5 separate regions of the Sus scrofa genome follow, and all the other regions are linked to region 1. The links are chromatin contacts, called in public Hi-C, HiChIP or PLAC-seq and promoter capture Hi-C maps. All regions are on one chromosome and are shown on one strand. The core of a region is the stretch at or near the end of the contact, and the rest is flanking DNA. Distances in the headings are between cores, read along the strand shown.

Evidence for each region. Promoter capture Hi-C pulls out the DNA fragments that hold promoters and counts their contacts. A called contact is a pair of places that touch in the nucleus more often than the background predicts. HiChIP or PLAC-seq counts read pairs in DNA pulled down with a chosen protein or histone mark.
Region 2: a contact with region 1 is called in an H3K27ac HiChIP or PLAC-seq map of alveolar macrophages. The contact joins the promoter of MDM1 here to the promoter of RAP1B in region 1. A contact is called at or near these places in 2 of 5 promoter capture datasets (fetal liver and liver) and 2 of 2 datasets of contacts at active chromatin or transcription factors (alveolar macrophages and skeletal muscle).
Region 3: a Hi-C map of subcutaneous adipose tissue shows a contact between it and region 1, with 1.5 times the contacts expected there. The contact joins the enhancer-like site here to the promoter of RAP1B in region 1. A contact is called at or near these places in 3 of 5 promoter capture datasets (fetal liver and liver), 8 of 47 Hi-C or Micro-C datasets (alveolar macrophages, blood, embryonic fibroblasts and 4 more) and 2 of 2 datasets of contacts at active chromatin or transcription factors (alveolar macrophages and skeletal muscle).
Region 4: a contact with region 1 is called in a promoter capture Hi-C map of fetal liver, with 2.5 times the contacts expected there. The contact joins the promoter of MDM2 here to the promoter of RAP1B in region 1. A contact is called at or near these places in 2 of 5 promoter capture datasets (fetal liver and liver), 2 of 47 Hi-C or Micro-C datasets (embryonic fibroblasts and liver) and 1 of 2 datasets of contacts at active chromatin or transcription factors (alveolar macrophages).
Region 5: a contact with region 1 is called in a Hi-C map of liver, with 2.1 times the contacts expected there. The contact joins the promoter of SLC35E3 here to the promoter of RAP1B in region 1. A contact is called at or near these places in 1 of 5 promoter capture datasets (liver), 3 of 47 Hi-C or Micro-C datasets (blood, heart right ventricle and liver) and 1 of 2 datasets of contacts at active chromatin or transcription factors (alveolar macrophages).

Annotation. Positions count from the first base shown.
Region 1 is chr5:32,907,974-32,911,999 of Sscrofa11.1, reverse strand. RAP1B (ras-related protein Rap-1b) reads right to left here and starts at 1,819. Exons shown (of 8, transcript XM_005663969.3): 1 at 1,603-1,819.
Region 2 is chr5:32,671,841-32,675,866 of Sscrofa11.1, reverse strand. It overlaps MDM1 (nuclear protein MDM1), which reads left to right and starts at 2,243. Exons shown (of 16, transcript XM_013997708.2): 1 at 2,243-2,419; 2 at 3,441-3,555. The coding sequence starts at 2,402. LOC102164628 (a long non-coding RNA gene) reads right to left here and starts at 2,037. Exons shown (of 4, transcript XR_002344013.1): 1 at 1,915-2,037. It overlaps LOC102164543 (a long non-coding RNA gene), which reads left to right. Exons shown (of 3, transcript XR_002344012.1): 3 at 677-969.
Region 3 is chr5:32,707,081-32,711,106 of Sscrofa11.1, reverse strand. All of the region lies in intron 2 of LOC102164628 (a long non-coding RNA gene), which reads right to left. Among named protein-coding and RNA genes, the nearest start is that of MDM1, 35 kb to the right of the region's middle. Within about 2 kb of position 2,041, at least 20 of the 83 cell types and tissues checked have an H3K27ac peak or open chromatin away from gene starts, as enhancers often do. A contact at or near this core is called in alveolar macrophages, fetal liver, omental adipose tissue and 1 more, where this site is marked.
Region 4 is chr5:33,103,602-33,107,627 of Sscrofa11.1, reverse strand. It overlaps MDM2 (MDM2 proto-oncogene), which reads right to left and starts at 1,910. Exons shown (of 11, transcript NM_001105303.1): 1 at 1,555-1,910; 2 at 737-821. The coding sequence starts at 817.
Region 5 is chr5:33,047,326-33,051,351 of Sscrofa11.1, reverse strand. It overlaps SLC35E3 (solute carrier family 35 member E3), which reads right to left and starts at 2,159. Exons shown (of 5, transcript XM_003126366.4): 1 at 1,499-2,159; 2 at 551-661. The coding sequence starts at 1,900.

The DNA.
Region 1 (4,026 bases), core at 570-3,069:
CCTTCCACACTGTTTGACTAAGTAAGGTGCCCCTCTTTTTGGAGTATGATGGGACTACTATCCTCTGGAAAAGGTAATTCATATAAAAAATGTCATTTTTTTCCCTCCAAATTCTCTATAATGGACAGACTACAGTCCTAAAAGTCAGCAAGACCACTGACTAGTTACCTTATCTTTTCTAGGCCTCAGTTTCCTCCACTGTAAAATGAGAGGGTGGGACTGGATGATCTAAATAGTCTTTTCCGGCCTTAACTTACAAAGTCCCATGACTCCATTATGACTCAAATACTATTCAAGGATCAGCTTTTAGAAGCCAAAGGAGCTTGAAGTTAAATGAACATCTCCCTTTTTTATGTTACTTCTTGCTAAGATAAGGTTTGTCAAGTACAAGCAGCACTATAATTGCAAAAAAAGAGGGTTAAAAATGAAGTTACAAGTTGGGAACTTTAAGTTATGAGCACTTGTTCTGTATTAGATGTTATGCTACTAGCAAAACAAAAATCTAATCAGGCTGAATCAATTGAAAAATATTAAAATCACAATCTCCATTTAGTGTCAACTTCTACCCCATTAAAAACGAGATTTCCCCTTACAGTAACATAGAACTGCAGAACAAAAATGTTCTAAACTAATAAAAGGGGGTGGGGGAACAGGCAAAGGGGAAACGAATCGTCTGCTTAAATTCACCAAGGATGATCTTTTCTCTAAAAGCCATCGGTTTTTTTCGGAAGAAAAATTCAGATGGCCCGATTCTCTGGGAATAGTTTTAAAAGATTCATGGCGCTGACAGTTTTAGAATTAGACACATCGAGATGGCGAAAAAGAGGACAAACTTCCTGGATTTTCTCTCCCTCTGTAAGAGAAAGAGATTTCCTCTTGCTGACGAAGGGAAAGGCCCCTTTAACAGTTTTTCTCTACGCGGTGGCTGCTGCCAGACTAGGTGGGGCTCCCTCCGCTGCCTTCCTCCTGCCACTTCCCGCAACAAATGGAGCAAGCCAACCCCGTTTCAGGCAAACTTTTCCCCTGTCAAGCTCAAGCCCGCAGGGCGTCGGAGAGTGGTTTCCCCAGAACGCTCCTCACCCCTGCTCGGGACTAGGGGAAGCTGGGTCTTCGCAAAGGACAACTTTCTGGTTTCCGTTCTAACTTGCACTCACACCCGGGAAGGAACGGAGACGGCGAGCGAGGGGGCCAGGGGCGGGGGGACGAGTCTTCCGGGGAGCTGTACGGAACGGCGGGCAGTGGGAGAGGCTGCGGCGGCTGCGGGCAGGAGGGAGCAGGCGGGTGGGGGGGTCCTCGGGCTCTCACTTCCTCCGCCATATTTCAGACATTTGACCCCTTCCGCAAAGCGCGCTGATTCCCCGCGGCGGCCGCGGCGGCTGGTCCCCACCGGCCTGGGAGGCAGCGCCCTCACCCGCACGGCGCCGGGCCCTCGCACCACCTGCCGCGCGCCGAGGCTGCCATCGCCGCCGCCGCCCGGGCCCCCTGACCGCCGCGCGCGCCCCGCCCGGCCCGCGCCGCACCCCACCCGCTCCCCTTAGCCGGCGCCCGGCCCCCGCCTCGCGCTGCCGCTCCCCTCTGCAGCCACGCACGCACTATGCTAACCTCTCACGCTGTCACCGGGTCGCCGCAGCCAGCGTCGCCTCGCGTTCCCTCCGGGTCGCTGCTCCCGGCGCCACGGCGGTCCTGCTGCTGCCGCTGCCGCCGCCGCCGCTCCGGCTGGTTTACACGCCTGACTCTGGGCGAGGTTTGGCGGTGTCGCCTTGACGTCAGGCGTTCAGCCTCGCTCTCGCTTCCGTCCGCGGGCGGGGCGCGCGGGAGCGCGGCCCGGAAAGGGGCGGGGCCTAGGGCGGGGCGAGGGGAGCCGAGGGGCGGAGTCTTCCGCGGCGCCGCAGCGCAAACCGGACGCGCGCGGCGCCCTTCGCGGCATTTTCTCAGCGGCGTTTCTCTCTGTTCCGCACCGCCCCGTCGGCCTTGCTTTGGCTTCCTAGACCCTAGCGGGTTACGTTGCTGCGAGGGGCTTAGAAACCCTCCGAAACTCAAAAGGTGCATCTAAAGCAAACTGTAATCCAGTCGCCAACACTACCAGTTGGTGGTCGCTTATTCCTTTGTGCTGGGGAAAGTAGCTGGAAAAGTAGCAAGGAGCAGTTTCCACACCCAGAGGTCCGGTGAAGGCTCCTAGGCTAGGGCACAGTCTTTTTCATTCTTGAAATGGTTTCTCTTGAATTGTCAAGTATCTTTTCTACCGGTGTCTTAACCCAGGACAACTCTTTCCAAATTACCCTGCCAAACGGAGTTAACTAACCTATGAGGCCAAACAACTTTGTACTCTGTACCTAAATCAGCTATTTATCTGAGTTAAATAGCATAAATACATGACTCTGGCACTTTAAAGGGTTACCCACAGGTAGGTTTATGATGTATTTACTGGGCAACAGAAAGCACTTTCTGTTCCCAAAATGCCTTGTTCTAAAAAAGGCAGTAACTTAAGAGAATTTACCATTATTAGAGAAAAGGCTAAAATTAGAACTACCCTTTATAAAAGGTATTAGCTTTTTTATGAAACTAAGTTTTGAAGGGCAAAAAGATTCAGAGAGAGCAAAGTGCAGGGAAAAGTAGGGAGTGAGAGGGTCATTAAAGACTTTTGCTTAGTTCATAGTTTAACTGCCTTGTTATAAGGTATGGCCCTAAGAAGAAAAAAAAAATGCTAGTAATTGAAAACTAAGTTAAAGGAATAATTAAAAATGAATTATAATTATCCTAAGTTTTCTGTATGTAAGTGCTTTCTAGGTGTTTCACAATTTAGGTTAATTGAATATGTTACATATTTCGGTAATTTCTCTTTCCTTAGAAAAACTTTTTTCTTTTTTTTTTGTCTTTTTGCCTTTCCTAGGTCCACTCCTGCGACATACGGAGGGTCCCAGGCTAGCGGTCTAATCAGAGCTGTAGCCGCTGGCCCACACCAGAGCCACAGCAATGCCAGATCTGAGCCGCGTCTGCAACCTACAGCACAGCTCAGGGCAACGCCAGATCCCTAACCCACTGAGCAAGGCCAGGGACCAAACCTGCAACCTCATGGTTCCTAGTTGGATTCATTAACCACTGAGCCATGACAGGAACTCCCAGAAAAACATTTTTTTTTAAATTAAAGTATAGTTGATTTATAATGTGCTTATTTCTGCGGTACAGCAAAGTGACCCAGTCATACATTTACATACATTCCCTTTCTTATGTTATTTTCCAACATGGTCTATCCCAAGGGACTGGATGTAATTCCCTGTGCTATACAGTAGGACCTCATTGCTTATCCATATTAAATGTAGTGCTTTGCATCTACTGACTCCAGACTCCCAGTCCATCTCACTCTTCCTCCCCTACCCCCTTGGCAGCCACAAGTCTGTTCTCTCTGTCAGTGAGTTTAAAAAAACACTTTCTTTTTTCTTTTTTTTTTTTTTTGGTCTTTTTAGGGCCGCACCCACAGCATACAGAGGTTCCCAGGCTAGGAGTCTAACTGGAGCTGTAGCCGCTGGCCTACGCCAGAGCCACAGCAAGGCCAGATCCAAGCTGCATCTGTGACCTCCACCACAGCTCATGGCAACGCCGGATCCTTAACCCACTGAGCGAGGCCAGGTGTCAAACCCACAACCTCATGGCTCCTAGTCGGATTCATTTCCACTGCGCCACAACGGGAACTCCAAGAAGACCCTTTCTTAATGGAAATTTCAAAGGCAAATGTTAGAGTTGTCTGTAGGAATTATTGTAAATTCTGAATGAATTAACTTCAAATAAATTTGACTTTACTGACTTTTTTTTTTTTTTGTCGTTTTTTAAATCTTTTCTAGGGCCACTCCTGCTGCATATGGAGGTTCCCAGGCTAGGGGTGTAATCGGAGTTGTAGCCACCGGCCTACACCAGAGCCACAGCAACACCAGATCCGAGCCACATCTGCGACCTACATACACCACTGCTCACGGCAACGCTGGATCCTTAACCCACTGATCGAGGCCAGGGATCGAACACGCAACCTCG
Region 2 (4,026 bases), core at 994-3,493, 240 kb after region 1:
AGAGATGTGTGGTTATTGGGAGAAGTGGCAGTGTTGCTAAGCAAACTATACGTGGTCACTGTAAGCACATGTGAGACACTTCCTAGGGACTCCCCAGAACACCTAGGTGGAACTGTGTATGGTCCGTTTTCTGCAGTAGCCCAGAGTGGTAGGACCTGGTAAACACAGGCTACAAAACTCTCATTTACTGAGGTAGGCCCTTTTTTTTATGTCTACATCTTTGGCTCATAAACAGGATTTTGTTATGAGTAATAAAGTAAAATATTCTTTTTCCTTGAGTCCTTATAGCATATCTCAGCAAACTTAAGTCATGACGAAGTCATTTTTTTTTTTTTACCATCTGCTGTTTGGTTTTCTTGTCATTTGTTCCTTGCTCAGCAGTTATCATTGCCCTTGTTTGGCAGGCAGGCCACATTCTACATACTTGCTTTTACTGATTTCACCTTAGCAATAAGTGGTAACAAAGCTGTGTGTACAACCAGGGCTGTGTCTCTCCCACCCTGTAAGATCCAGGCTGCTATCCTGCAGAGGATTTTTGTTTTATGTTCCACTGTGTCTTGTTTGTTCCAGTCTTAATTTACACGACAGAGATGCTGTCACCACCAATTAACATTTATCAAGGGCCCCCTAGATGCATGGCTGCATAGGGACTGATTTAATATTCTCTTTGTTTCAGATATCAGGTGGCTCCTTCAAATGAATTTTTAAGTATCTCAGTAATGATGAAGAACAGAGACATCAATTAGGATTCAGAAGACAGGTCTCTGTAGAAAGTGCTTAAAGGAGAGCATCAAGGATTGGTATTAATATTTAAAAGTTTACAAGAGGGTATCCTTTTCTTCAGTCAACAAATGAAAAAAGTAAAATGAAACTGCATCCATTGTTCCTGGAAGAAGCCTGGCAGCATTCCATTCAGACATCTAACTTTTGATTGTCCCATTTTCCCTTTTTTTTTTTTTTTTTTTTTGTCTTTTTAGGGCCACACCCACAGCATATGGAGATTCCCAGGCTACGGGTCCATATGAGCTGTAGCTGCTGGCCTACACCACAGCCTCAGCAATGCGGGGATCCACGCCGCGTCTGTGACCTACACCACAGTTCAAGGCAACACCTGATCCTTAACCCACTGAGCAAGGCCAGGGATCAAACCTGCCTCCTCATGAATACTAGTCAGATTCATTTCCACTGAGCCACGACAGGAACTCCTCATTTTCCTCTTTACTTATTTTAGTTCTTCTAATCTTTAAGGCTCAGTCTGAATATTTCTTCCTGAGGCTTTTTCTAATCATCTCTGCTCTTAGGGATGCCTCCTTCCTCCAATCCCTATAGCCCTTATCATTTATACCTCTCATTTGGAAATTTAGCACATGACATACATTGTACTATCACTAAATAAATGTATATAAATGTATGTTCATTGTTCCCAAGCATATTAGAGAACTATCTGGACAATTTATTTCTTTCCCATTGTCAGGGCAACACAGCCTTCTGTCACTGGTATATCAATAAGAAGTATTTATTGATAATGATGGCAAAAGTCTGTAAAAATTAGGTGGAATTTTATTTTATAAAAAAAGGGTGAGAGGAGAGGCAAGGCTGAAGCTTCGTAAGTAAAGACTCACAAGCATTTATCAATAAAAGTTTTCTACTCTAGGAGCTACATGTACCTCTTGAGGTGGGTGTCGTGGGAGGCAAGAACATCACTGGAAGTCAGCAGTTTGTCTTTCAAGATTCAATAAAAAAAAAATTTTTTTTTCTGTCTGCCTATATTTTCTGGCTTATTCCTTTTGATGTGACAGTAAATACGGTAGCGTGGTTGTTACAGAACTGATATCAGAAGAACAGACCTGAATATTTTCATTTCATAAAAAGAAACATCCCATTCTGTCATACATGGTGGAAATATGAACACACCTTCTTGTTTTATGACGTAAGAGCCTGAGCCCAGCGAAGCCGGTGACACACCCATCTCCGCGGCAGGCAGACCCATTGCTGCGCGGAGGCCGCAAACTCCGGCGCCATCGACCTCTTCTCAGAACGAAGCTCCCGCGGGGCCCCGCCCACCTCGGTTCCGAGAGCCTCATTGGCGGGCCTTCCGCCCGCCATCTCTATCAGCTCTCGGGATTCGGTTGAGGGGGGCCCTTCCTCCTTTCGGGCACTGATTGGTCGAACTTAATGACGGCACGGGTTCTCCGAGCTTCTATTGGTTCTTAGGCTGCAAAATGGGCGGGGAAAGGCAGAGCGACAGGGTTCAAGGAAGGACGCGCCGAGTGCGCCGGCGCGTAGTCGGGGACGCCGGGCCGAGGCTTTTGCTAGGGAACCTACTGTTTTCGCCCCGCCCCCTCGGGGCTTTTTGTCCCGTTAACTGTCGGAGTGGCGGGGGCTTCAGCCGCCGGGCGACATGCCGGTGCGCTTCAAGGTGAGGCCGGGGTCCCGGGCCCGAAGACTGTTTGGGGTGTTGGGGCGGGGCGGGTGCTGGGCGCCAGGGCCTCGATGGCTTTTTGGGCCGTGCCCCTCGGCCCCGCAGAGCCTGCCTGCTCCCGAGCCTGCTTGTCACCATCCTCTGGAGGAGGCTCGTCTCCTCTAGCCTAGCCCCATCTCCACTCACACGCACTTCCGAGTTGCCGAGTAGAAGAGTTAGATGGTTTGAGATAGATTTATTTGGGGGGCGGGGGACTCAAGAGACGTGGAGATGGAAGGAGGGCGCTCTATAATGGGAACTAAAGTGACTTCAGATTGGGACAGCTGTGGACCACGTCACGGCTTAGCATTTAGCACTCCTCCCCACTTCTTTTTAAAACTTTAAAGTGCCTATGTCCTTTAAAGCCTTGAGAAATGAGAGCTTGACTAGATAGAGTTTAAGAAATACACATTATGCATAGTTGTGCGTTTAAGGTTTGTTAGAAATACCAGGTAGCTAGTAACTGTCAAGCAGCTTTCAACACAGCAGTTGACCCAAGTATTCCACAAACCCTGTCTTCTTTTATCTTGAGAGTTTGTATCCAGAATGGGAGGGAAATTTGTCTTTTGTTGGTTGACTTTACAAAACGTCAAAAGGGTCTAGACATAATATATAATATTGTGTATTCGGTGAGGATAGAGTAATTAGGATAATTATAGTGATGAGGATTTAGATTGTCACTCGTTATCAGACAAGAGCTCAGGCTTTGGCATCAGACAGCAGCAAGGGGGTAACTGCGCTGAGCCTCAGATTCCTAGTAGCATCTGCCTCAAGTGATTGTGAGGATTAAAGGATATAACACTATGAACTGCCTACTGCAGGGCTGGATAAATATTAGCTATTATTAAGGAGCTCTTCTGTGTTTAATTATCAATCTAAAGTCTTTCAACTCTTTTTAGAGGTTCAGAAATTATTTTTACTGATGTCTAAAACAACTTTCATTAATTGCCTTGACCTCAAATTGTACTTTGCATTACAGGGGTTGAGTGAATACCAGAGAAACTTTCTGTGGAAAAAGTCATATTTGTCAGAGTCCTATAATCCCTCAGTGGGGCGAAGGTACCCATGGGCCGGACTTAGGTCAGATCAATTAGGTAAGTCAAGCAACTAATTGGGGTTAAGTATGCAAAATGATTTATTAAAAAATTAGGAAGCATTGTTCAGTTGGCCTGTTTGACTTACTTGTTTAACAGATATTTTTTGTGAGGGTACTGTAGGCTGGGACTATTCCAAGCTTCTGGGGATATAGCCTGGAACCAGACAAAAACCCTTAACTGTGGGGGAAGACAGCTTATTAAATAAACCAGGGGATTTCAGGTTGTTATATAAAATTGTAGTCTGGTGTGATAACTTGGAAGAGGGGTGGGTTGGAGAGAGTACACTTTAGAGTCAGTGGTCAGGGAAGACTTTTGGAGGTGATATTTGGGCTGAGACATGAAAGCTGAGGGTGCACAAGTGTGGGAGGAGACCTCCCAATGTCTTGTGGAATGGAAGCTTAGCTAGTTAAGCAGTTTGTCCAAAGTTCACAGCTAGTAAGTGACAGAACCATGATTTGAAATCAAGTC
Region 3 (4,026 bases), core at 792-3,291, 200 kb after region 1:
GGGGTTTTGTGAAAATATATAGTTTTAGATGTAAAGATAATTTGAAATTTATCACTGACTCAAGAGGCAGCATGATAATTTGTCTCCATCTTCACATAGAATGCTTATTACGGATGACTAATATGTTTCTCTCTTAAACGTCAACCCTAATTGAATGGTAAGGGCTGCCTCTGTGTCAAGACAGACTCTGAGGCTGTACCTAGTTTCAGCTGGCAATAGTGGCAATCATTTAGTGATGTCTGCTATGCATGCAGGAGGGAGAAGTAACACCACAAGTGCTGTGTATTTGTTACCTTGGTTTAGGACATTCCTCCATTGCTCCTTGTGTTGCCTTTGGAAGTTGAGTGATCATTGATGCTCTGTAGCTTGTTTGGTGCTGGTCTGCCAGAACTGATTAATGGGAGATAAACTACTAACATTTCAGGCTGAAACCTATAATGACTTCCTTTTTCCCCAAACAACATTTTGATTTCTTGCTGGTAAAACTGAAATGTGCTTCTCATTGGACATTTGACAAACAACAGAGAAGCAGACGGATAGCAACAGCCCATAATCTCATCATTTCTTGGTAACTTTTAATATTTTGACTATGGATTTCTCTCCTTTGATCTGGAGTTATTTATTTTTAAATGACCATTTGTTGCTATATGGATCCTAGATTATAGGCAGGTAGTGTGGATGCAGAGAGACCAATTGGGAGGCTCTTACAGAGTCTAGGGAAGAGATGCTGGTGTCCTGGGCTAAGGGCTGACTAAGGGAGATGGTGAAAGGTTGTTGAATTGAGCAAATATTCTTAACAGAGAGGGAAGGGGACTTGTTGACGGACTGACTATAAGAAAGAAAGATATGAAAAGGGTGTTGTCCAGAATTCTAATCCCATTTCTGGTGAAATGAAGATCCAATTACAGAGGTAGAGAACAACAGGAGAGAAGCAAGTATGTGTGTTGGTGGGGGGTCGTTGTGGTGGAAATCAAGAGGTCAGTTTTGGATATGGGAAATCTGAATGGAAATTCCATACCCTGATGTAGATTTCAGTAGGTAGCTGCATATTTGGTAAAAAGTCTGGGGAAGAGGATGGGACTGGAGATTTAAACTTGAGGTTCATCAGCATAGAAAGGATGGAAAAGAGATGGGACTGGTCTAGGGAAGTTAAATGAAGATGGAGAGGAAGTCTGAGGACTGAGACCCCAGGCCCTCCAAGATGTCTCTGTAGGAAAGAGGAGGAGGATGCAGCATAGGGGACCAGCCAATCACTAGTAATAAGTCAGGGAGAAGGTGCAGTGGTGTGCTCTCTCTCTTTACACACACAACACGTACATACATATCTTACATGTATGTACACGTGTATTTTCATAGACTATGTACATTTTTACATAAATACAAGACTTTTTCATTTATCATGAGCATTTCCTCAATGCCCTTATAAAACCCTTTAAAATATTAAAGTATTCCATCCCTACAGAAGTAACCTTCCAAAGAATATTCTTGTATATACATCTTATGTTCCTTTAGATTCAATTCCTGAAGTGGAATTACTGTGGATATAAACATCTTTAAGGCTTTTGATACGTGCTGTCAAATCCCTCTCAGAAAGGTTGTACCAAGGCTGTACACTCCAACCGCAGTTAACTGAAGCCAAATATTTGGCAACCACTGTTACCTTTAAAAAAAAAAAAAAAAGAAATATATAATGCTATCTAGCCTTTTCCAATTTGCCTGGCTTGATTAATGGAGGTTAGTCATGCTTCAGTGTAAGGCTTCTTGTGCGCAGTCTGAGTGGTGATCAAGTTCATCCCTGCACCCAAACCTTCTTAAGTATGAAAAAAATGAATGTAAACATCACCCAACTCAGCCATTCAGGGCAAGAGAGCTGGGGACATGGAGGAAAGCGTGTTCCGGGCCAGCTTCTCTGGTGAGGGGTGGAGTAGATCTTGGTCAGCACCACGAGAGACTGTGTGGTTCCCACAACTCAAAATGCCTCCTCCCCTCCCGCCTGACTTCCTGTGGGCCCTGCCTGGGAAAGGGCGTGGTCACTGACAAGCAGAAGTAACTCTCATAAGCCTGGCAGTGAGAGCCCAGATGTGATCAGTGATGGAGTCCCTGTGAACAACCACCCCAATTGCCCAATTAAACAACAAACAGAGGGAAGCAGGCCGGCTGCTCACATCCAGTGCCCCTCGCTGACTAGGTGGAGCCATTTCAGTTCCTACTGGCCTGGTCTCTGTGTAGAGACTGTAAGAATCTTCTGCCCCAGGCTTTCTGGGCGTCTGTTCAGCTGGAGCGGAAAGACCCTCTGTGTTGTGAAAGGCAGTAGGGCCCGGCTTCTTTCTGTTGGTCTGCTGCATTGCACAGGACAATTGCACCACGCTGTTATGCTCTGGGGTGTGGAAACTGCAGATACTGAGGTGATAGAATCTGAAGAATGTGTGGGACACAAAGATAGGTTGAAGATGAGGATTGTGACAATCCTGTATGTAATATCTCTCATTTCATGAACATGCCAATAAGAACAGAAAATCTTTTTTAAAAAAATGTGACCCAAAGGAAGAAAGAACATCACAGTCCTCTGCTTTCTGGATGGCACCAATCTTTATAATATTTTCTACAATAGCCAAGAAAGGATTTCTGGGACAGAACAACCATGTAGTTAGCACATGCCCCATCCAAAGGAAACTAATCTGTTAAAAATGAAAATGGAAAGTTTTCAATGGACATAAGACTGGTATTCAGTTTCTTTTCTTTTCTTTCCTTTTTTTTTTTTTTTTTTTTTTTTAGGGCTGCACCAGTGGCACGTGGAAGTTCCCAGGCTAGGGGTCCAATCAGAGCTATAGCCGCTGGCCTACGCCACAGCCACAGGAACGCCAGATCCAAGCTGAGTCTGCAACCTACACCACAGCTCATGGCAATGCTGGATCCCTGACCCACTGAGTGACGCCAGGGATTGAACCTGCGTCCTCATGGATACTAGTCGGATTCGTTTCCACTGTGCCACAATGGGAACTTGCAAGGTACTCAGTTTATTAAGATGTTTTTCTTTTTGTCTGTGAGCCAGACAGCCTCTATTTCTCTTTTATTTATTTTTAAAAATTAAAGTATAGTTGATTTACAATGTTGTGCCCATTTCTATTGCAGAACAAAGTGACCCAGTTATATATATATTATATATATATACACACATATACATTCTTTTTCTCACATTGTCTTCCATCATATTCTATGCCAAGAGATTAGATATAGTTCCCTGTGCTGTACAGTAGGACCTCATTGCTTATCCATTTTAAATGTAATAGTTTACATCTACTAAACTCAGACTCACAGTCCACTCCACTCCCTCCCCCGCCCCACCCCTGTTGGCAACCACAAGTCTATTCTCTATGTCTGTGAGTCTGTTTCTGTTTTGTAGATAGGGGTGCCATATTTTAGATTCCACATATAAGTGATATCACACAGTATTTGTCTTTCTCTTTCTGACTTCACTTAATATGATAATCTCTAGTTGCATCCATGTTGCTGCGAATGGCATTATTTTGTTCTTTTTTTTACAGCTGAGTAGTATTCCATTATGTGTATGTACCACATCTTCTTAACCACTCATCTGTTGATGGACTTTTAGGTTTTTTCCATGTCTTGGCTATTGTGAATAGTGCTGCTACGAACATACAAGTATATATGTCTTTTTGAATTGTAGTCTTGTACAGATATATACCCAGGAGTGGGACTGCTGGATCATATGGTAGTTCTATATTTAGTTTTCTTAGGAACCTCCATACTATTCTCCATAGTGGTTGTACAACTTACATTTCCACCAACAGTGTAGGAGGGTTCTCTTTTCTCTACACTCTCACTCTCTCCAGCATTTGTTATTTGTAGACTTATTATTAATGGGCATTTTGACTGGTGTGAGATGGTACCTCACCTTAGTTTTGATTTGCATTCCTCTAATATTAGTGATGCTGAGCATCTTTTCATGTGCCTACTGGCCATCTATATGTCTTATTTGGAGAAATGTCTATTTAGGTCTTCTGC
Region 4 (4,026 bases), core at 661-3,160, 200 kb before region 1:
GGCACAGGCTGCAGCTGAAGCTCAGATCTGATCTCTGGCCTAGGAACACCATATGCCAATGGGAAGACAAAAACAAACAAACAAAAAACAACTAAAGGCAATTTAAAATCGATCATAAATTTTAAAATGACATACTAATACTACGGATTAGCATACAGCTGTTAAAAAAAATTCTGCAGAGTTTACTTACTGATAATAGATGCTATTTGCCAAACACCTTTAATCCCATTATAGTAAAACATAAAGAACACAGATTAAAACTCATATGTGCATATATTACATGGGTATGCACACAAAAAAGATCTAAAAAGGAGACATGGTCAAAAGAGAAGACTGGAATTTTCAGTTTTTACACTGCACTTTCCTGTAATGCCTGTATCTTCACAAGCATGAATTATTTCTGTGACTTTTAGAAACCATTTTAAAAGTTAAATACTGATAGGTCAAAATAGAAAAAAAATATCCCTCAAAAAATAAACAACTTCAGCATCCATGCTTAAGAATGTAATGAAACTAACTTCTAAATCCAGTGTGGTAAAAAGCCAAGAAGATAAATACTGAGTCTGACAGTTAACTTTTGCTTGACAACTATGCCTGAGTGGCAGAACTTAAGCAATGTACCGCAATTTTACCTAAAGAGCCAGGCTGTCATTGGGTCTATGGAATTTAGCTAATCACCTTATAAGATTTAAAAAAAAAAAACTTTTGACGTTACACTGGAGACAAAAATACCAACCAGGGTCTCCTGTTCCGAAGCTGGAATCTGTGAGGTGCTTACAGCACCATCAGTGGACACAGACATGTTGGTATTGCACATTTGCCTAAGAATAGGGAAAAAAAAAAAACACGATAAAAACTTGAAATAATGAAACACCTGTGAAAAAAGACAAAAATCATATAAAAAGGAGACACATAATGCTTTACTCAAAGTAAAGCCCTTAGCAAGTGGGTCCTCACCTGGATCAGCATAAAGTACTTGCTACGCGTTGAAGACCACAGGTATCGCTCTCCAACAGCCACTGAATACAGCTGGGGAAAGGCACGGTTTAAATAGCCCCAACTGGAGACAAGTCAGGGCTTAGCTCCTTCTACTGCAGACTTAGGAACTTGTCCGAACTTGACCAGCCCAACAGGAAAAGCTGAGTCAACCTGCCCACAGAACCAGCCCAGTCTCGCCCAGACTCAGCTCCCGGTTCATACGAGCTACCGAACAGGCACCTGTCATTACTTTGACCCCCGGCCGGGAAGCTGCCGGCCGCCAGGCAGCGCCCCCCGCACACGTGACCTTTATCCCAGCTGTCGGCGGAGCCCCCCTCCCAGCCCCCCCCCGCTCCCCCCGCCCGCTAGGAGCGCCGGCCCGAAACCCCGCCCACCTCCCCAGCGACGCCGTCCTCGGCCCCTTCCAACAAAACCTTCACACACCCACGTGCCCCGAGCCCCCCACCACGAAATGCACAAAGGCGCCGTGCGGACAGAGGCGAGGGACGAGAGCGAGTCGGAAGACCCAAGTCACAGAGCAAACCCAGAACTGCCCACACGCTTCCAGGTCGATACCTGCAGCTCGCTGGGGTTTTCCGCTCCTGGAGTCGGGGGGAGTCCCGCGAGGTTCCCCAGTTCCCTTCACGGGGTGCCCCGAAACCCGAGGCCCTGGGCCTCGGCTACCATTCCACTCGCGAGGCCCAGGCCACCGGGGCACTCGAACGCACTAGGTCCGGGGAAGGAGGCTCCTGGCGGCGTAAGCGGCAGGACCTCGATCAGAGGGGTGAGGGCTACCCCTCGGCCTAGGCTTCTTGCTCCATTTTCTTTCCAGTCACACCGAGCCGCACAGGCCCCAGAAGGTGCCGAGCTGGCTGAAGTGCGCCAGCTGCGCGCCCCCTACTGTCCGAGCCCAGCGCGCCGGAAGCCGCGGCCCATCCGGCCGTTTGCGCGCGCGTCAAGGTTCCACCGCCTCCGCCCACTGAGGGCGGGGCTGGGGCGGGCTGCCTGGAGAAGGGGGCGGTTCTGAAGCTCGGCGCTCGGCCTGGGCAGCTGGAGAGGGGCGAGTTCCCTTGGGTTGAGCTCCGCCCTGGTCTTTCCCGCCACCACCTGGTTCCGCGCGCCAAGCTTGAGACTATCCTTCTGCTATTTTTGTATTTCGTGTGTTTACACCTCCCCACTGCGGTGGAAACTCAGGCAGATGGGTATCTAAGTGCTGCTACCGAAAAAGAAACCAAATTTAACAGCTGTGTGATATATTAAGCCCGCACCGCCAGCTGCTGGAGTTGTATAAAAATGACCTATTTCAAAACTTTTTTAAAAGTATGATTAAAAATAGCACAATATGGGCTTGCTCAGGGATGTATTCAATATTCTAGCCGGAGGAATAAGACTCGTGGTTACCGTTACAGAAGGGGCGGGAGATAAAGAAGGGTCACTTTCTACTTTAAGCGTTTAGAATATTTAGGTTTGTTTATATAATGTATGCATTCACTCCCATTAAAAATATCTATTTAGGCATTTAGGAGTTCCTGTGCTGGCTCAGCCATACCAAACCTATTATCCATGAGGATGCAGGTTCAATCCCTGGCCTCAGTGGGTTAAGGATCCAGCATTGCCTTGAGCTGTGGTGTAGATCAAAGAGGTGGCTCAGATTTGGCATTGCTGTGGCTGTGGTGTAGGCCGGCAGCTGCAGCAGCTCCCATTCGACCCCTAACCTGGGAACATCTATATGCCACAGATGTGGTCCTAAAAAGCAAAAAAAAAAAAATCTATTTATATATTAGGCACTCAGTACTGACTCACTTACTTGCCACTTTTGGCACATAGGTGTAGCAGTCTCCGAAATGAGCCAGGACACGAGAATTGAGCTGGTACAACCCAAAAAGCAGTCACTGCAAAGAACAGCTTCTTTTTGGGCCAGGAAAAAGTGAGTTCTTTATGAAGGAGGAATTGTTTAATAAAATTATCTTTCCTGGAGTTCCCTCTATGGCACATGGGTTAAGAGTCTGACTACAGCAGCTGTGGTCTCTGCCCAGGCTCGGGTTCAATGCCCCCACCCTTTGCCCAAGTGAGTTAAAAGATCCTGGGATGCCACAGCTATGGCTAGCTCTGATTCAATCCCTGGCAGGGGAATTTCATATGCTGGGGGTGGGGCCATTAAAAATAGTGTATCTTTCCCTTCTTCCATGCCCTAGCCTACTAGAAAGGAATCTTCCTTAAACATAGTGGTCACTTAATTGATTAATTTAATTGCTAATCTTATCTTCAGGGATCTGGTTTAGCTCAAAAAAATATCAGATCAAATATAGTGAGGTTTCTGGTTGTAAAAGGGTATGCTTGCCGCAGGATAAAAGAAAATCTCAAGAAATGGAGAAAATAGCATGAAAAGATAAATTATGCAACTTGGAAGGAGCAGTTAGTTATGTGCTATACGATTTCAAAAACAGAGTTGCTCAGCAAATATCTGGGCAGTTCACAAGAGTCTCAGAGAGAATCAGACAATATCTTGTGCCTTGAAGGATAGTAAGACAATTTAAGACAGAGGAGAATATTCCAGGCACAAGAAAAATATTACCCAAAAAGTCCAGAAGCAAAAAAGTAAAGGGCTGTTTGAAAAAGAGGAAGTAAGTTTGACTTGCATAAAAACCAAGAAAAAGAAAAAAAAAAATAAGAAATTGAGGTTCCTTAAATTTCAAGCAAAGGAGGCGTTCCTGTTGTGGTGCAGCAGAAATGAATCCGACTAGTATCCATGAGGATGCAGGTTCGATCCCTGGCTTTGCTCAGTGGGTGGGGGATCCGGCCATGCCGTGAGCTGTGGTGTAGGTTGCAGACGCAGCTCGGATCCCACACTGCTGTGGCTGTGGTGTAGGCCTGCAGCTGTGGCTCTGATTTGACTCCTAACCGGGGAACAACTTCCATATGCGGCAGGTATGGCCCTAAAAAGCAAAAAAAAAGAAAGAAAAGTCAAGCAAAGGAATCTGGGCTTTGGACAGTGTAGGCAGTGGACAGAGGGGGAGGATATATGCAGGTAAAATTGCTTGAAACTGT
Region 5 (4,026 bases), core at 910-3,409, 140 kb before region 1:
ATAAATGCCTCCTACAGGCAAGGCACCGTGTTAGTGCACGAAATGAAATACCCATAAAATACTGACAGAGACAAATGATTAGAAGCAATATACAAGCTGTAACGGCAGCATATTTTTGAGGCAAAGATTTATAAATGTGAAAGTTTCCTTTCCTCTTCAAAGTTTTGAACATGTACTCACTCCTTCACAGTAATGTCATAATTAAAGAGTGAATGACAAATATAACCAATGAACTCCATCCTCAAGGAAAAAGTCTTACTACTCATTCTGTAAAGATGTCCCAGAAAATAATATAACATCACCCCAAACCCAGACTGTTAAGCATGGGTGTCATACACTTACAAACAGGTAGGGAGGCACTTGATGAGCATCCTACACCCAAGTTTCTCTGTCTCCTTTCTTCTCTTCACCTTGAGTCAGACAATTTATGCAATTATGCTTTCTTTCCAACAGTCTATTGTCTCTATACTGTATTTTTAAACCTTGGGATACAGCTTCAAAATTTATGCAATCTGCTAAAAAGGCACATAAAGAAAAAAAAATTACCAACCACTTGATAAAGGGATGTAACTAAAACACCAAGAGCAGCAAACACCATTCCAAGGAAATTAAACTTCACATCGTAATAAGAATTTAGGATTACACCTAAAGTTATAGGAATCTGTAAAGAAAAAGAGGTAAATGTGTTCAGATTAAATTCATGAGACATAAAATTAGTATCCCTTTCACCAAGTCTTACAAGGTTAATCACGAAAACATCCCTAGGAAACAATGAACTTCTATAAATTTTTTTTCCATTTGAAAATCTTATTTCTTCAAAGTGAAATAGGAAATTTCTTATTTATATTCACATTTAATTCTATTTAAAATTCCGGGTAAAATTATGAGTCAATGCATTGCACATTGCAAGAAAAAAATACATGTGTGCAGAGAGGAGTAAAATGAAGGACCCCAAAACTAGTGTCTAAAGAATATATAAACCAAAACGTATAACAAAAGCATTAAGATTTTGAATATTCTAAGTTATGACGTTCTGAAATTATTTTAGCCCATCTTCTTTTATTTAAAGACGTAGAAACCTCTGCAGATCGTCGCTGCAGACATACCCTGAGACATTTTATGCTAAACCTCTAACGTTTATTATAAACGTTTTTCAGTTTGAGCTTTTGCAATGAACCCGATACACTCATTTGCACCACTCCATACAGCTTTCTTTTCTTACCCATCATACATAGCATTTAAGGATCAAACCATAGTTATTAAAACTCACACAAGCACACTCTAATGGGCTAAAATCCCAATAGAGCGCCAAGATGGCTTTTCTCCACCTTCTCCAATATAAGCCTTAAGTTCACATGCCCAGAGATGACTCATGTGTGGATTTCAAGATCATGGGAAAGAGCGTGGCTCAAGGTTAACCATTCGAATTTCCCGGGGAGAAAGACAGTCCAGGAGGTAGGATGTTGGAGGAGTGCCTCGCCAAGCTGAAGCTACTCACCAGCGTGAGCTGTATTTTGACAGAGAAGGTTTTCTTGTAGAAGAGGGTCTGGATGACTATGATCACCGGTGTGGTCATGGCCTTAGCCAGCTGATAGGTGCCTATGGTGTTGTTCTGCAGAGATAAATTGGTGAAGACCACGAAGCCACAGAAGCTGAGCGCCAGGAGGAGGAGCTTGGAAGGCGGCAGACTTTTGGGGGCAAAGATGTCCAGCTTCTGGCAGGCATACAAGCCCAGCCAAGTGACCACGAAGTGCACCAGGGTCAGGCTCATGTTGGGGAAGCCGTGGTGCACATAGATCCATTTGTTGAGGAACACGATGCAGATGGACACCAGCAGGTTGAGCAGGAGTCCGGCAGCGATGCGCCCGTTGCCTCGCACTCGGTCCGCCAGCGATGCCATGACCCCCACGAAAGCTAGGGCCCTTCAACCTCCGAAAGGGGCGCTGGGACTGTCTCTGGCTGCCTTTTCCCTCCTCCTATGTTGCCGGGTCTCCGCAGACGCCGGCCTTACTGTCCAGCCGGGTAGAGACATGCAACCTTTGGGTCTCAAGCGAGCAGCAGCCTCAGCAGTGCACACACGCTCTGCCGCCGCCCATTCAGTCAGTGAGGACGCGGCAGCACTTCCCGCGCGCCCCGCCCCCTTCCGTCCTCGGCCACGTGACTCGGGGCGCCCGCGCTTCCGCCCTCGAACAGTGGTCGGAGCGGCGACTACCTGCGCAGGCGCGTTGAGCTCTGGGTGCTGAGAACTACAACCTTGGTACCTTTCCGGATTGCCAAAGCCTGGTGAGGCCATTCTGGGACCGGTTTTTCGATGTGTGACATTCCCCGTGTGTCAGTCAGGTAGACTTGCTAGACACCGTTGGTGCTGAGCAAATTTAGACTTTACCAGACAGGGGAAAGCATTACTTACCGAAAGCATATTTTTAAACATTTTATTTTAAAAATCCAAACATCCAGGGTAGATATAGTACAATGAGCTGTCATATATTAGTCATGGTTAGTAACTATTCAGATTTTCTTCTCGAATCAAAGTTTGGCTTCTTATTGTCCTAAGAGTGTCCATTTTACTTAAACGTTTTAATATATTTTGTCAGAGTTGTATATAGCAGTCTAACATTTTAAAACTAATTTCATCTGTTGTTGCATCACTTTATTTATTCTAAACATTATGCATTTGGGTTTTATTGTCCCTTGATTAGCCTTGTGGGGTAACTATCTATTTTCAAAGATTATTTCTGATTTTGTTTCATTATTTTTTTCATTTTGACTATTTTCCAATTCCTTCCTTCCTCTCTCTCTTTCACCACGCCCAGAGCACATGGAGGCCAGGGAGCTAGCTGGATCCTTAACCCACTGTACCACAATGAGAACTCCTCCCTCTAATGTCTTGTTCATTATTTTTACTTAAAAAAATTTTAATGGTGTACCCTTGTGGCTCATCAGGTTAAGGATCTGGCATTGTCACTGCTGTGGCACAAGCTTGATCCCCGGCTTGGGAACTTCTGTATGTGGGTGCAGCCAAAAAATTAAAAATTAAAAAATTTTTAAAAGATGAATTTAAAGCTGTGAGTTTCCCCCCAGAGAATACATTTGCCCAGTCTCCAGGACAAAGTAATCGTTTCATTGTCCTTAATGCCTTAGTCTGCTTGACAGTTTTAATTTCCTCTTTAAGAATTATGCAAATACTGAGCACCTGCTTTGTGCCAGGCGCTGTATTTGGCACTTGGGAGATAATGGCAAGTAAAACCAGACCAGATCCTTTCTCATAGATGTTACTAAACAATTACAGTTGATACTAAAAAGATTATAAGCCATGAGAAGTGTTCTGTAACAAAATATGATCCTATAAACGTATAATCACAGAACCGGATGTAAATTTTAAGAGGAAGAAATGGTCAAGTTGTTCCCCAAGAAAATGACTCATACAGGAGTTCCCGTGGTGGCGCAGTGGTTAACGAATCCGACTAGGAACCATGAGGTTGCAGGTTCGGTCCCTGCCCTTGCTCAGTGGGTTAAGGATCCGGCGTTGCCGTGAGCTGTGGTGTAGTTCGCAGATACGGCTCGGATCCCACGTTGCTGTGGCTGTGGTGTAGGCCAGTGGCTACAGCTCTGATTGGACCCCTAGCCTGGGAACCTCCATATGCTGCAGGAGCGGTCCTAGAAAAGGCAAAAAGACAAAAAAAAAGAAAGAAAATGACTCATACAGTCTAGCTTTCCTAACACAGTCTTCCCAGTATGCTTTTCTTCCTATCATGCCACCAAATTCTACCAATTCCTGCTGTAGTGGGTGCCTTTTCAATTTTTTTTATAAGTTTCTTGTATTTTGTTTTTTCCCCAATATGATTTTTTTTCCTACTGTACAGCATGGTGACCCAGTTACACATACATGTATATATTCTTTTTTCACCATTATCATGCTCCATCATAAGTGACCAGACATAGTTCTCAGTGCTACACGGCAGGATCTCATTGCTAATTCATTCCAAAAGCAATAGTTTACATCTATCTGTTAACCCCAAGCTCCCA